2 separate regions of the Anser cygnoides genome follow, and region 1 is linked to region 2. A link is a contact called in public Hi-C data. All regions are on one chromosome and are shown on one strand. The core of a region is the stretch at or near the end of the contact, and the rest is flanking DNA. Distances in the headings are between cores, read along the strand shown. Region 1 overlaps CUBN (cubilin). Region 2 holds the start of TRDMT1 (tRNA aspartic acid methyltransferase 1).

The links. A called contact is a pair of places that touch in the nucleus more often than the background predicts.
Region 1: a contact with region 2 is called in a Hi-C map of granulosa cells, with 1.6 times the contacts expected there. The contact joins the enhancer-like site here to the promoter of TRDMT1 in region 2. A contact is called at or near these places in 2 of 7 Hi-C or Micro-C datasets (granulosa cells and liver).

The regions. Positions count from the first base shown.
Region 1 is chr2:22,218,468-22,221,705 of Taihu_goose_T2T_genome, reverse strand. The region is part of intron 28 of CUBN (cubilin); the gene reads right to left. Among named protein-coding and RNA genes, the nearest start is that of CUBN, 63 kb to the right of the region's middle. Within about 2 kb of position 1,530, at least 1 of the 3 cell types and tissues checked has open chromatin away from gene starts, as enhancers often do.
Region 2 is chr2:22,104,586-22,107,902 of Taihu_goose_T2T_genome, reverse strand. TRDMT1 (tRNA aspartic acid methyltransferase 1) reads right to left here and starts at 2,046. Exons shown (of 12, transcript XM_048061821.2): 1 at 1,976-2,046.

The sequences.
Region 1 (3,238 bases), core at 281-2,780, 110 kb before region 2:
TTCTGACTTCATGTGTGTGTCGCTCTGTCCTGCAGCAGCATTTTGTTTCTCTCCACATCGCAGGGCCTCAATGGCTTCATTTAGGCACTAGCTAATCTTTTGCTAACACAGCTTTTACGGGGTCACTCGAGCTTTGTAAGTAAAGCCCACACTCCATCAATCTCTCTTGCTTCATCTCCAGAGGGAAGGTTCTGTCACACAGCAAAAAAGACCCAAAATACTTAATAGAACCAGCTAACAAACCATGAGCTGTATATTCCCTGAGGCAAAAATTGTGGTATGCCAGAAGTGATAGATAGTATCAGAGCTTTTATTTAGAAGAGACATTTTATAACATAAAACCAATAAACTATCCCCCTGATCTGCTCACTAATCCACACAAAAATGCAAGACTCCCTTAATCTCTATCAAATCTATGAATAATTTGCTACTTGAACAAGGTATCTTGACTCTCCTAGTTGCTCTCCTTAACACCGTTTTTTCTTCAGGAAGCTATAAATCAAGATCTTCAATTAAACACAAATATTTTTCTTTACTCCTTATGTGGTAAAATTGCAGTTGTGAAAGAGTGGCTGCTAATCCCTGGCAGCACTTGCCATAATCTTTACCATGGGGTCTTCCAGCTCCTCACTAAAAACTTGAGTTTGACTCTGCCACAGCTGGCTCTGATGCCTTCTAGGACTGCAAAATGCAAATCTATGAACGAGCAGTAGTTCTGAAAAGGAGGAAAGCAATACGAGGCTGGTTTAAACTAGACAAGAGCCCTCTAACTGCAGACACGAGGAAGATGTCTCCAGGCACGCCAGCTGTGCGACACGGATCTCTGTCACGCTGCATTATCCAGTGCTCACAGGAAATCTGCCTCTTAAACCCAAGAATACCCGCAACTGAACAATAGTTGTCTATAGCCCAGAAAGGACTTTTCACGGCTTAGGGTGACCCTACAGGTGAACTGACGCAGGCTTAGCTCTTTTTTGTCTTCCTCCCCACCTCGCTGCACGTGACGCTCTGTCACGCTGCCGTTTGCCCTGCAGCCACGAGGCTGGTGTCAAGCTACAGAAGTCTCAGTCAAGGAGTAAAAGAAGCCTCAAAGTGTAGTTGAAACCAATCCTGCCTTCTATCCCTCTGGAGAGACAAAAACAACAGAAGAAGGTAGTACAATTGCTTCCCTGAAGCCTGCTGGCACCCTCAGGTACCTGCTAAGCCCTTGGGAGTTTGCTATCCAGGAACCTTCAGCAGAGAGAAGGAGAGGAAAGCGGCTTCAGTGTAACTCACAACCCTGTTTTTTCCCCCAGTGCTTTCAGAAAATGACTTAATTTTCCTCAAAGGAAACCAGATTGTTGTTTGTTTTTTTAAACTGGGGACTAAAAAAAAAGCATGTGGGGAGAGTCCTACAAGTGAATTTGCAGGGTGCGCTACTCTCTTTCCCTCGGCAGCAGGAATGACAAGGCCGCTGAGGACAGAGCAGAAGGGAAGGCTGCCTTGCCAGCCTGGGAAACAGAAAGATTTCCCAACGAGCAGACTTGCACGGCTGGGCTCCTGAGGGGGCGCGGACAGGGAGGCAGGGGAGTTTCAGCAGGCACGAACAAAGCCAGTTGCTATTTATCTCAGCCTGAAGAAAGCTGGGAACATTTTAAAACTAAACAGGCAGTTATGACTCAGCTTCTCCTACTAAGAGTTTCCTGATAGCCACAAAGGCTTTTTTTTTTTTTTTTTTTTTTTAAATTTCAACCCGAAATGGCTCAGAGAGCCTGTGTGCTGCAGTTTGAGGCCCAGAGCTTTCTGTAGCCCCTGCAGGTAGCGTTCAGATTAGTCATGCTCTCTCCAAGAGTGGTTTATATTTTCTCTGAGCTCAATCAATATTCTCTGGATGAGGCTTGTGAAGCCCATGAATAAGAACATCAAACTGTTGTTAATGTGCCATTTCTTTTCTTCCAGCTACAAATGTTCCCAGGAAAGGTTTTCATTAAATAAAAGGAAAAGCAGAGGTAAAGCTCAGATCTCTGTGATTCATTTCTTACAATGAATGTGCAGAACTTATCTTGCCAATCTTTTATTAGTTGTTTGCAAACTGAAATTGCTTGAGTTTATGCCCAGGTATTTGCTGAATAACACCTGAAAAAAGGACCCACCGTTCTTTGCAAATATGTGAACTATTTTGACTGACCTGCACATGAGAGCAGAAACCTCTGTATCAGAGCAGAAATGTAATACCTGAACTCTCTGGCCAGCTGGAAGAAAGCCTCTGTATTATGTTTAGGCTCTTGTATGGATGAGATAAGAATCATTTCTGTTATGCCTTTTTTTTTTTTTTTTAAATATAGCTGATTTTAACAAGATACTTACAAGAATAGTTCAGAGATTGAATTTTTTAAAAGTGAATTTAGAATTTGATCCCTAATTTATTCAATATCTTCCCCGTTTTCATTAGACACAAAGTTCTTGTAGCATTATCCCTTTCTTTGATTTCACCACAGATACAAGCAATGAAGGAAAACTAATCTGTAAGTATTTTTCATATTATTTGTGCATTACCGATGAAGACAAATTCTCTTGGCTGAGATGCTTGTATTAAGCTTTGAAATCTGCCTTGGCTGATAGCTCAAATTATCAGAAAAGATATCAAAGAAATTACATTCATTTAAATGGTGTTCAGGCTGAATATATACACATATATGTATATGCATATATATTTACACTCATAAATATATGTGTATATATGCATGGATTTTGCATTTAAGAGGAAAAAGCAGGAGAAATGTCGGTCCTGTATTTTGAAACACACAGCTTTATGTACCCTATCCTTTTCCTATTTTTTAAGCAAGCAAAGAAGTAAGTTTTTATTTGACCTAGAATGTAACTCATAGAAGAGTAGCCTGCCTATTTATTCAGATGGTGAAATAGGAAAAGTTTAGATTATAATGTAATCATCTCAGCTAATTAAGCTTATTCCATTGCTGGCATCACCATTAAATGAACACAAACCTTCTCCCAGTGCTTACATTGTTTGCAAAAATCACATTATATTTTGCTTCTATTAAAATAAATGGAGTTTTTGCTGTATATGACAACAAAGGAAAAAAAAATAAGATTTGGTGTTTAGGGATAAACAAAAATGAGGAGGCAGAACTTCTAAATTGCTGCATAACTTCAGATCTCATTGAAACAACAGTGAATTTGAAACCATTCTGATCCAAGTAGAACATCTTAAAAAAAAATTCACAGCACAGAAATGCAT
Region 2 (3,317 bases), core at 797-3,296:
AGGATGCTTTATGGAACTGACAGACAAAGTGGTTGCATTTGCATAGCAGGATATTTTTGGTGGATATTTTACATTTAAGGGTCATTACATACTTTCTAGAAAAAAAAAAACAACGAGCATTTCATATTGTAAGGCAGAATCTTCACTGAAAGTGCAGCAATCTAATTAATGAAATGAGTCAAATCTGTTTAGTTTATAATAATAGGAAAGCACATTCAATATTTGGACGAAATTTCTCTAGTTTCTTGCTGTTTAAATCAAATAACAAATGAAAATAATGTGAATTTCATTATTTTCAGTGATGTTTTCAGACCAACACCTACTTGTCAGAGAAGTTCTGACTGTTACAAAGGATTTTTCATTCTTAGTGTAACAGATTTTCAGTGTAAAATAGTTTAGGCATCTGCACTCTCTCCCTATGCATACCCTTTTTCCCTGTTAATGAAAGTTAAGCAACAATCCAGTTTTTTTTTGCTACACTTATAGGCACTGATTCTGTATTTATTCTTGGCTGTGAACCAAGACATCAATTCTCTGGCCAAAAAAATAAAAAAATAAAAATTAAGAAGGCCAAAAACAAATGTAGCAGCCGAAAGGCTCACAAGAAAAATACAAATTTCCTTTTCAGAGTGCCATTGGCTTTCTTCTGATCTACCTCTGCAGAGATAAGTGGCAGCAGGCTGAACAGCAGCTGGCCTGGCTGAGCACTGAATTGCAAAGGAAGGCAATGAACAATGCAGGTGATCCTTCATTAACAGACCAGTCTATGAATAATCCCCTACGTGGCGTTTAGTGATGTTATTAGCTGTGTATCCTTCATGTAAGAAGTGGTCAAGATCCTGACTGGCCAGGGTCTCCAAGAGTCCCATGGCACTTTCTTTAAAATTAGGCCTATTACTGTGGTTTTATTTCAGTTCAAACAAGTACACTCTCCATGATTTTTACAGCTATGCTGAGATACCTTTGCTGCCAAGTACTGTGGAGATCTTTCTGCATTTCAAGAGCCCAGTTTTTGTTCCCCTTTGGGTTTGGGATGCAAATATAGGTTATGTTTATCACAGCCTTACAAGAAACTTGGAGCTTCCTCCATTTCTGCACCTGTGTTAAATGCCAACCAGCAAAAGGCACTTTAGAGTTTATTGTAAGTCTGACAACTGACAATATCCTAACATTTTTAGGAAAATTTCACAGTGAGAAACAGCAATGAGGCAGGTAGCCAAGAGTACATATGGTAGCATTGGCATAAACATATGGAAATTACGTTCGAAACAAGGGGGAAGGAGGTCATATTTATTTACCAGAACAAACACTTCCCTGAATTTTAGGGGCAAAGCATTTTCTGAAAGAAGGATGACAGTTGCATGTGTGTGCCATAAAAGGTTTTGTGGAGTAGAAACAAGTTGTGGTCTATTAAGAGAAACAGATTGAGCATGGCGCACCTTTCAAAAACCAACAATCTGTTACAACTATCGGCGCTGCTGAGTAAAGCGTCTTTACTCTGTGAGGCTGTATGCTATGTGCCGCTTTACTTTTTGCCTGCTCATACAAGAAGCGTGTACTTTTGTGCCAGGACTCACAGAGCCTTATAGCTCAAACTTGATGGCTTGAACAAAGCACTGTCAGAGGACCGAAGAGCCAGCCAGCCTCAGGAAGGCTGAATGGCCCCTACCTCCTATTCAGGGCGTGAATGAAGCAGGCTGTAGGCTAGGACTCATGCTGCAAGCACTTCAGTAGCTCAACCTTGTCAGCTTCATTGTTGCTACTAAGCTTCTGTGCACGACAAAGAAAATTACCGACATTTAGACACAAACTGTATTCCTTTACTTCTTGTTGCCATCAAACTAAAACACACCAAAAGCAAACAAACAAACAAAAATTAATAAAATATATAGGCTTCAATTCTTCCTCGTAAGGTACAATACCTGAAGCAGAATAGCTGTGTTCACTGTGAATTGGGGTAAGAAAATGACCTTACCGTCTGCCCACTGCTCGTGTTCAGGTTTATCAGAATTTCCAGTGCAGATACTTGCTTCTGCAGGACTGCAAGTTGAAAAGAATTAAAAATCAGTGGTAGTTTTGCATCCCATAAGTGCTGAAGGAATACATTACAGTTAATATCTCTATGCTATATCAGTCACTTCCTATCACAAAGAGGAAAAATGTGTCACTTATGAGATATGTCACTGCAGGATTGCTCCCTAGAGAACATGCCTCATGCTTTGGCCAGTCAAGTTTTATACTCTCTAAATGATATGGGCTTCCATCATCTCCCTTAAATTACTTCTGCATTCATGCTGAAAATGATCTTGGGGAGTGTTCTTACTGCTACTCAGTCTAGTTTTTCTCTGCCACATGCTATGCCCTGTACTACCAACATCACTCGTCTCTACCGCTGGGCAGCCCCAGTTGGGTAGCACCACTGCTCTGGAAACACTGGGATTTTTGCCTGGCCTTTGAGGCTATTTGGGGATCAAGTCTAGTGAATAGTTATCATTCGGAGAGGGGCCTTCCGAGGACTCTGGTGGTTTGCCTACTGAAATTAAAAGCAAAAGCCTATTAAAAAGCCTTGGCTAAAACCAAGCCTGCTGCTATCCTAGTTGTTACAGGGATTGTGTCCAAAAGCACAGCGAGATCCCGCTTGCAGCTTCTCAGTATCATCCTGGCATCCACACTAAAAACCAGCCCCGGCCCGGGGCCGCGGTTACCCGAGGGCCAGACCCGAGTGGATGGAGGACACCATGAAGTGCTGTGAAGTGAGGAGGACACCGTGAAGTGCTGTGAAGTGAGGAGGACACCGTGAAGTGCTGTGGACACCGTGAAGTGCCGTGTGTGCGCTGAGGTAGCTGAGGGGGCTGCTCGTGACAAAGGAAGACAGAAACGTTTCATTTTTCTGCTTGTGCTGGACGTTTGGCAGCCCTCTGTGCAGAGTTAGCATCACTCTCCCCTAACCTTCCTGTCTTTCAGAAAGTTAAGAAAGAGGGAAAACCAAAAAAAAAAAAAAAACAAAAACCACACCAAAAAAAACGGTTTCTCAGAAAGACTCAGCGCTACGTGTACAGCCCCAGCGCGGGCTCCGGGCTTTCCATACCCGCCCTCCAAATCACTGCGCCGGCTCCAGAGGGGGCGTGGGGGGTCGGGGCAGCCACAGCCCCCCCTCGGCAGCCCGCGGGTGCCGCCCCCCGCCCCGCTTTGCGCCGCCAGGAGCCCCCCGCCCCGTCCCCCCCCCGGGCCGTGCCGTCCCCTCCCCGCGGGCCGGGCGCGGCCATTGGCGGCGGGCGGCTCGGGGCGGGCCCGGCGCCGCCTCAAAAGATGGGGCC